2 separate regions of the Mus musculus genome follow, and region 2 is linked to region 1. The links are chromatin contacts, called in public HiCAR-type maps. All regions are on one chromosome and are shown on one strand. Each heading gives the region's core, a stretch centred on a gene start, on an enhancer-like site or on the middle of the called end of the contact. The rest is flanking DNA. Distances are from core to core; before and after follow the strand shown.

What was found. HiCAR-type assays count read pairs that join an accessible place to other places.
Region 2: a HiCAR-type map of astrocytes shows a contact between it and region 1, with 4 times the contacts expected there. The contact joins the promoter of Stamos here to the promoter of E030013I19Rik in region 1.

Annotation. Positions count from the first base shown.
Region 1 is chr2:12,299,363-12,303,530 of GRCm38.p6, forward strand. E030013I19Rik (RIKEN cDNA E030013I19 gene) reads left to right here and starts at 1,884. Exons shown (of 2, transcript NR_040353.1): 1 at 1,884-2,227. Itga8 (integrin alpha 8) reads right to left here and starts at 2,582. Exons shown (of 30, transcript NM_001001309.3): 1 at 2,215-2,582; 2 at 1,476-1,609. The coding sequence starts at 2,420.
Region 2 is chr2:14,072,222-14,076,389 of GRCm38.p6, forward strand. Stamos (signal transducing adaptor molecule (SH3 domain and ITAM motif) 1, opposite strand) reads right to left here and starts at 1,713. Exons shown (of 2, transcript NR_038162.1): 1 at 1,362-1,713. Stam (signal transducing adaptor molecule (SH3 domain and ITAM motif) 1) reads left to right here and starts at 1,879. Exons shown (of 14, transcript NM_011484.3): 1 at 1,879-2,115. The coding sequence starts at 2,076.

The sequences.
Region 1 (4,168 bases), core at 634-3,133:
ATTGCCTTATTGTTTGAAGCGGGGCCACTCATCGAACCTAAAGATCACTGTTGTTTTAGCTAAGATCAGGTGACTAGAAAGTGCCTTAAAGGCTCTTGTCTACCAGTCCCCCTGTGCTGAGGTCACAAGCACACGCCGTGGCCTAGCTTTGACATGGAACTGTGGATTGTAGCCAGCTCTTTCCCCACTGAGCACCCCCCTGCACCACCACCACCACCACCACCACCCCCGTCCCAGGAACTTATTCTGATGTAGAGATCAGTAAGGATCAAAACGCCACTGTTTTATTCACAAACGATTTAAAAGTTCCAGTTGCTAAATGTGAATGTAAATAAAGTAAAGCCTTATAAATCTGTTTTCAAATAACTGAACCATTAATAAAATAACAAACAAGATAGTATGACAATGGATGGGCATGGAAATATAAATTCAAAATGTTTTTTATGAAATGTTTTTCTAATTGGGTCATAATTCAAGGTAAAGATTGCATAATTTTTCTTCAAAATGATTTCCATATTGATAGTCCCTCTCAACAGAAATGACACAGATTAACGTCATGGGTACATACCACCCAATCAATTTTTTCAAAATTCTGTGAAAATGCACATTTACATAAATCCTAGATGCATAAGTTAGATAACCACAGGACCACAGGGAAAGTAAGAACAATGTCCTAAAGTATGACGTGTACAAGGAATCTTAATTTATTGCCCATCACGCCGTCATTTGACCTGACATATTTGCATCTTTGAAAAAAAAGAGGGTATTCTCTAATAATATATGTTATTTGAATGCTAACATTTGGGTGCTACAAGCTAAAACACCGAGTGATGGTGTTTTCAAAACACCCCTTTTAAATTATTTTCTTAGGATCCAAGTTAAAAACAGCAGATGAAATGGTATTTTCCCTTTAATTAAATAAGAAACATCTGTCTGGGGGATTTTTGGAAATGAATATAATCCATCCACACTCTGCCTGTAGTATTTTGCATCTAATGTCCAGTATTTTGAAAGAAAATTCTTTCTGTAAAGAATTAGAATGTCAAGCACCCCAGGTTGCAGTCTGGATCTACTACAGGGCAAGTCTCACCTCCGGACTTGGGAACTAGAGAATTACAAATACTCCAAGCGAGTCCTTTATCAGTCTCCACCTCTATATTTGAGGACCAACCCGATTCTCTATAGTGTAGGTTATTTTGTAACTCTGGCCGGCCTCGAACTCACAGACACCAGCCTGCCTCTGCCAACCAAGTATTAAGCCTGTGCTCCCCTCCCCTCACAGCTGTGGGTTTCTACTGGTCCCAAGCACCTCCTCCCCTAGTGTTCACCTCTGAACAGTAGGGAAACGGATGTTACCAGATGCATCCAAACACTCAGATTTACATTAGGAGGGGGGGAAAGAACACTAAATTGCCGCGAGGAATGGCTCTGGTTCTTTTCAACCAGGGGCCACACTACAGGTTAGCATCACTTACTGGTGGTGTCAAACGGTATCTGCTTGCACTGTGCAGACCTCTCTGAGGGCCAGGGACAGTAGTAGACAGCTCCCCCTTCTACGATATCCGGCTGGCTAGTGTTGGCTTTGGGTGCCCCCACTAAGACACTGGCTCTGCAAAGAGATTGGAGAAAGTCACTCCTCTGGGAACATTTACCCGTGTGCCCAGTCTGTAGAAGCATGCCCACCGGACTGCGGCAGCAGCGGCAGGCACAAACAGGTTTATTGTGGAAAGACTGCCAAACTTGATTTCCTCTTTGGAAGCCTATGAGCACCAGAAACCTGGTTTTGGAAGAGGCTGCTAATGGTTCTGCCTGTCTAGGTGGAGGTAGGTGGAGACTGTGATGGGGAAGGCAGATCCCAACTGTCTGCAACCTAAGGCGCTATGAGATTCCGTAGGAACAGACTGCGCGGTCCTTATTTTAAAACTGACCTGAGTCTGTCCCGCCCCACTCTCTCCTTTGTATAATGCTCTTGTCTTTGAATCCGAACTTATATACCAGTGGAGCATCTCCAATCCCAGATTCATGGGCACATCTATTTAGCATAAGTCAGGAGGAAAGATGTTGGTAGCAGGCAAAGAGCAGAATCCGACCCGGAGTGGGCAGTTGCCTGAAATATCAGACATCCTTTCCTCCTGGCTGCGGAGACCTCTGAGAGACAGAGACAGGACCTGGAATCGCGCGCCACCAAGCCACCAACCCAACCCAGCAACTTACGTGCGCGCATCAGGTATGTAGAAGTCCAGTGAGTAGCCGAAGTAGCTGCCCTCGGGGCCACTGTACACAGTGAGCTTGTCCACATCCAAGTTGAACGCCAGACACGCAGGGGACCACAGCATCCCCAGCGCGGCCGAGACGCAACAGAGACGCGCGAACGGAGGTGCCCGGTTCCCCGGGGGACCACAGTGGGTTCCCGCAGACATCGCCCTCCTTCCCGAACGCTGTTCACCCGGGATCGGGAGCCGTGGAGCCCAGAGGAGAAGGCCTGACGCTCCCCAGAGGCCGGTGTCCCGGGTCGGTGAGCTAGGAGCGTCCACAGTGACAGTCCTCTCGCCCTGTGCGGCCCGCCGACCCCGCTGCTCTGGGCTTGCAGCAGCGGATCCCGCGCTCGACCCTCTCCAGCCCCTGGCTGGGGCCGGCGCGCTCTTCGCGCCCTCTAGCGGCTAGTTCTCAGGCTGCAGGACGGAGCTTGCGGTCTAGGACCGGGCAAGTGCCTGTTGAGCCCGCTAGATTTCGAGTCTCTAGTTTAAGGACCATCTAAATTTTATGGATGTCACCTCAAGTCATTGTTTTGGAGAAGCGGTGTTCCATATGCGGCGAGAATTTAATGATTTCCCAATATTGCGCAGCTCGGATACAAGCATACAAAAGAGTATACCAACTCCAGAAAAGAGTGGTTATATGGCTGTCACCTCTACCTTTGAGGGTAAATCAGTTTCTTCCTCAGTAAATGGGATTTGATAATGGAATGTAAGAACCCTCTTCCTCTCCTATTCCGCTGACATACTAATACAAAAATCCTGTAGGTTTTCTCAGTCTTTCTCAAGGGCATCTCTGGCACATTGTATGATTTGGTATAAACCTCTATCCTATGAGGTTGTGATGAAGGACTGCAAAGTCAGAAATGCTGCAGTTAACAGTTTTCAAAAGCAGGGCTTGGGAGTGAAAGTTTGAGACAACAGGATCTCTTCCTCACCAGTACTAGTTGTTGATCTTTCGAGGAGCCCGAAGGTGAAGGGAGCAGACTAGAACTGTGTGTATAAATGGTTTTTTATAAATACAAACTTTTCAGGACATAGATTGGTGATAAAAAAAACAACATGACTCTGAGGTCACACAGAATTTAAGTGTAGGCAAAGAAGTGTGGGACATGGTGACACATACCTGAAATCCCAACACTGTTTTGTTTGGGGGCAGGGGCTGTAATAAGAGGATCTTTTGTTGGACAGCCTGGGCTAACCTAACAAGTTCAAGACTAGCCTGAGAAGGCTGTGTTAAATATATATATATATATATATATATATATATATATATATATATATACACACACACACGTGTGTGTGTGTGTGAGAGAGAGACAGAGACAGAGACAGAGACAGAGAGACAGAGAGAGAGACAGAGAAGGGGCAAGCTGTTTCTGGGTAATTTCAGGAAAGTTGGAAACAAATTTAGATGTAGACAAGAATTTGAATAGGAGACTTAGATTTGGACCTCCCGGAAGCAGATGAGGGAAACACTGAAGGCACTAATCTCCTAGCATTAGATGACCATGTACAAGATCGTAGTGAAAAGGAGTATCCAAGGAGTGGTCTGAAATAGGGCTGGATGGATCCTGAGACCAGGGATCCAGGCAAAAGTAGCCAAAGCAGAAATATGATAGGCACCAGAGATTCAAATGTCCAGTGGCAAGTCATCTGAATAAAAAGAAAGCAGGGATGGACAAGGGAATCCCAACCTGGTTGACAAGACAAAAGGAGAAAAGGGCCATGAAAGTTAAGGAAAAGGCTGAGATTGGGGGAGGATGCACAGCAGAAAGGATCTAAGCTGAGTCTTAAGTTACCTACTTAGGAGAAAATAAGTGAAGTGAGTGGATGAATAAGATGCCAACTTACTCATCTAAGAATAATTAGTACCACTTCCTACAACTGGGGGACCCATCAGAAGGTTGATA
Region 2 (4,168 bases), core at 463-2,962, 1.8 Mb after region 1:
AAAAGTCTATTGAGAGACGATGCTCTGCTTCCCATACCAATAGTGGGAAGATTTTATACTTCTCATAATGACACAAAAGCACTTCAAAAATCTTAAGAAAATGGTGGCGTTAATGTCTGACATTTGTCACATTTTTATATTTTAACTCCACCCCTTTGAAAGAAAAATTATGCTCATTAAGTTACTCAGAAAATATTTTCGTTCAGGTTGTTTAAAATTGTAGAATTTTTTCACATATATTTGAAGGCTTTTTTTTTTTTCTTTTTCAGTGCCAAGGTCAGAACCCAGAGCCTCTCACATTCTAAACAAGTACCCCATCACTGAGGCTCATCCTCAGTCAGTCTTTAAAGCCTTTTAAACTCTTATCCACTCAGATGTCTATGTAAATACACATCTATGCTCTTACTTTCAATGGCCAAATAAGTACAATTATAACTATTGATTCCACTTGAGTGCTTACTATATGCTAGACACTATTACAGGGGATTTGCTTCTAGTAATTTATTTCATCTTCAATGGTTTGTCATTTCCGTTTCTTATTTATGAGGAAACAGACAGAGGAGTTTGTCCAATCTCTTTAATGTCGGACAGTTTAGCGGTCATCAAAACTTTGATATTGTAAACAACGCTGCCATTAATATCTTGGTTCATGTTTTAAAAGACTGTAAGATTTAAAATTCAGAATAACTGGAACCAGAGGCACATTTCCAAAAGCTGGCTATATACTTCCCATCCTTTCTCTTAAGAATGCTGTAATTTATACCCCATCAGGCAACTTTGTTTCCCATCCCTTGGATTCTTTTAGTTTTAAATGACTGAAAACGTTAACCGATGCTTTAGTTTGCTCCTCTTCCTCCAAAATTCGACTTTAACTGTTTAGTAAGCAAGCTGTTTGTACTGTTATACAAATCTTGTTGACATGTTTATAAGCTTCCCTTTTTGTAAGGGTCCCTATTTGGGCACTTTTTACCGAATCTCAGTGCATGTGCAAGACCGACTTGCTAACTTTACGTAATATTTCCAAGAGATGATTCTTTAGATTTCACATGATTTAGAGGACAATGTGTGTGTGTGTGTTGGGAGCTGGGGAGGGGGCGTGCGTTACATACATATGTACAAATTAGATCACCAAATCAACATTTTAAGTTGCCAAGAGTCCTCATCAATGTCTGGCTCCATTTTTCATGTGTGTGTGTGTGTTTTTTTTTTTTTTTCAATTTCTGCCGTTGGGTGTGCGTGCTTATCTCAGGCTGAGAAGGTCTAATCTTCTCAGGGACTCAGTGACTGCACGTTTAGTCAGTCGGAGCCCACACCCAGGAAGGCTCCCTCTGATCTCAGGCTGGGGAATGAGCCAGCGTTACCTCAGCCTCTCGAGAGGCTGTGCGCCTCGACACTCCCTCCAAGGGATTCAGGCCAGCTCCACCAGCTCACATGACTCCAATCCCAGCAACTTCCATGAACCCTCGACGAGCGCGCTCAACATTTTCCTCGGGTAACCCAAAGGACTGCCTGACTTTCTAGAGGGATTGCAACATCACAACAACCCATCGAATAAACCCAAGGAGTTAAAAATTAAGGGTTTGGCTGGACCCAAACTGAACCCTCTCCCTCTCCCAGTCTCTTATTCACTCTAGAGGCTCTTAGTCGGCCTCGGTGCGCCTGAAGGACCTCGTCCTCCCGAGACGCCCGGGGACATGGAAAAGCCGAGAACCTAGCCGCTAACCCCACGGGCACGCGGGAACTCAGCAGAGGAAGAGACAGCGGCGGCTCATCGCGTGGGCCTCGGCGGAGGCGGCGGGCTCTGGCCAGACCCGGAGCGGGCAGTGTTCAGGCAGCGCTCAAGTCGCCTACATTCCCGACACGCCCCGCGCGGGGGCCTGTTCCGCTTCTCGGCTGTTGCCGCCGCCGCCGCCTCTGTTGCTGGGGTGGGTGAGAGGAGGGGCTGAGAGGGACCCTGCACTGGCAGGCAGGCGCCCTTGCTGTGTTTGTACCTGAGGGGCCTCCTTTCTCCGTCACCCCTAGAGTGCCGCGGGGTCGAGGGGCAGTCCCCGGGGACACCTCGGCACGCAGCGGACATGCCTCTCTTTGCCACCAACCCCTTCGACCAGGATGTTGGTAAGTGTTTTCACCGCCCCCCGTGGGTGCCCCCCGAGACTGCGAGCCCGCGCCGACTCCCGTCCCACTGCGTTCGTTCATTCTGGATTCCCGAGGCCGAGCCCACGTTCTTCTCTCCCGGGGCCCCTTCGTTCAGAGTTGGGAGAGGGTTGAGCGCTTGGCGCATCCTCTTTGGAAGAAATGGGACTTAGAACCTCTCTAATGGGCCTTGGTAAGGGACTTGGGGAGGGGGAGCTTTGAAGGAATCGCTTAAGGGATTCGGGGTAAAGGGTTGCCTCGGGAGGAACAGACGACGAAGCCATCTGCCGCTGGGGCATGGCTTCTGGGAGAAGAGCGAAGGACAGACGTATCTTGGCTTAAGCAGATTGATTATATGCTCTATCGCCAAAGTATTTGCCTGGCCCAATGGAACTGGCAGAATGTTTTAGGTAAGGTTACTTAAAGGGTTTTTTAAATAGCCCTATAACGGTCCCTGGAGGAGAGAGGTCTGGTTACGTACTGGTAGGTTGAAATGTTGGAAGAGATGGAGATGGATTACTTGGCAACAACTGAAAACGCAGACATGAGCCTTTGGGATGCCTTTTTCAGGCTGGGCCTCTGCCTTTGGGGAAGTGTGGAAGAGGATTTTGATTCTAGGATGGGGTCTGAAATGCTAAATTTTTTGTTGTCTGAATCATTGGTATTAGGTACCAAGCATACCAATTTAACAGGTTAGCTATCTATTTTTCAGACCTGATTTGAATTTCTTGAAAGAATTTTGGGATGTTTTTGAATGCATTACATTGAACTACACTGGCAGCATAGTGTGGAATGAAAGCGAACCAATACCATCCAGTCCCACAGGCTGAATTTAAGCATAACTGTAGTAAAAGAATGTAAGGATAACTTGTGAGAGTTACTTTATGAATTTTGTTTATTAGAGGTGAATTTTACATTTTGCCAACTGGAGAAAATGTACTATTACTGCCGCTTCCTGCCTGGTTCATAGTGATTCAGTTGAATGTCCTGAATCTGAGCTGTGGATGGAACTTTAGAAATCATCAATAGTGCTAAATAAGTAATGAATTGGGAAATTGTGTTTAATAAGTGCTTAGCACCAGTACTTACTGAACACAGTGTTCATTGACAAGAAATGCAACCATGAAGACCATCTCATTGCGGCTCTTTGGCTGTTTTACAATTTGTTACATCAGTCTTTAGGACAAATGCTTATAATAAAACAATATTTGCTGCCTCTGTTCCTGGCACCTATAGTGATCCTATATGATCTTGCTTTCTGCTAATCAGTCACACTTATATTCTCCTGGCTTGTTCCTTTTTGTGGTATTGGAAATGGAACCCAGGGCCTAATATGTATTCTTTCTGTTTTTTTTTTTTGAACTCACATTTGCAGTGGATTCAGATGGATTTCTTGATGTTAAACCTGTTCTTGCTACCTACACCGCCCAGTCCAAACACAGGCCCCTTCTTGCCTTTATACTTTTGTTTCTGTTATTTCATGTGTCTTTCCACACATATGTCCTCATGCTTTAAGGTCAACTTAGAGTCTGACTTGTTGTACCTGAATTATTTGCTGATTCCTGCAACCTGGAGTTTATAAGTAGCAGTGTTACTGACAGTTTGGAATAGATAAAATCCTTAAGGAGGTTATGCTCTATACATGAAGGCTGTTAACTTTGTATTTGCTCTTCACTCAGTGGATGCCAGTAACATCTCACAGCCAGTCATGACTTTAAAAGACATGACTTAATGTCTCGGGGGCTGTTTAAATACAGTGATTTTTCACCTTCCCCATGTTCTACAAATTTCAGCATTTTTGTCTTAAACATTACATATCAATGTGTTCTTTATTTTGCTCCTTGTTTGATGGCTGCTGCATAGTTGGCTTTGAATAAGTGCTTGTTGAGTTGAAACTATGTTAAGCCTGTTAGACATGTTTTTTTAGAAATCACTCTGAATTATAAAGATACTTTGTGCCATCAGGTCCCTACTGATTTGTATTTACCGATCCCAACAGCCAGTTCCTCATCCAGTTTTTTATTGATGTCTTACA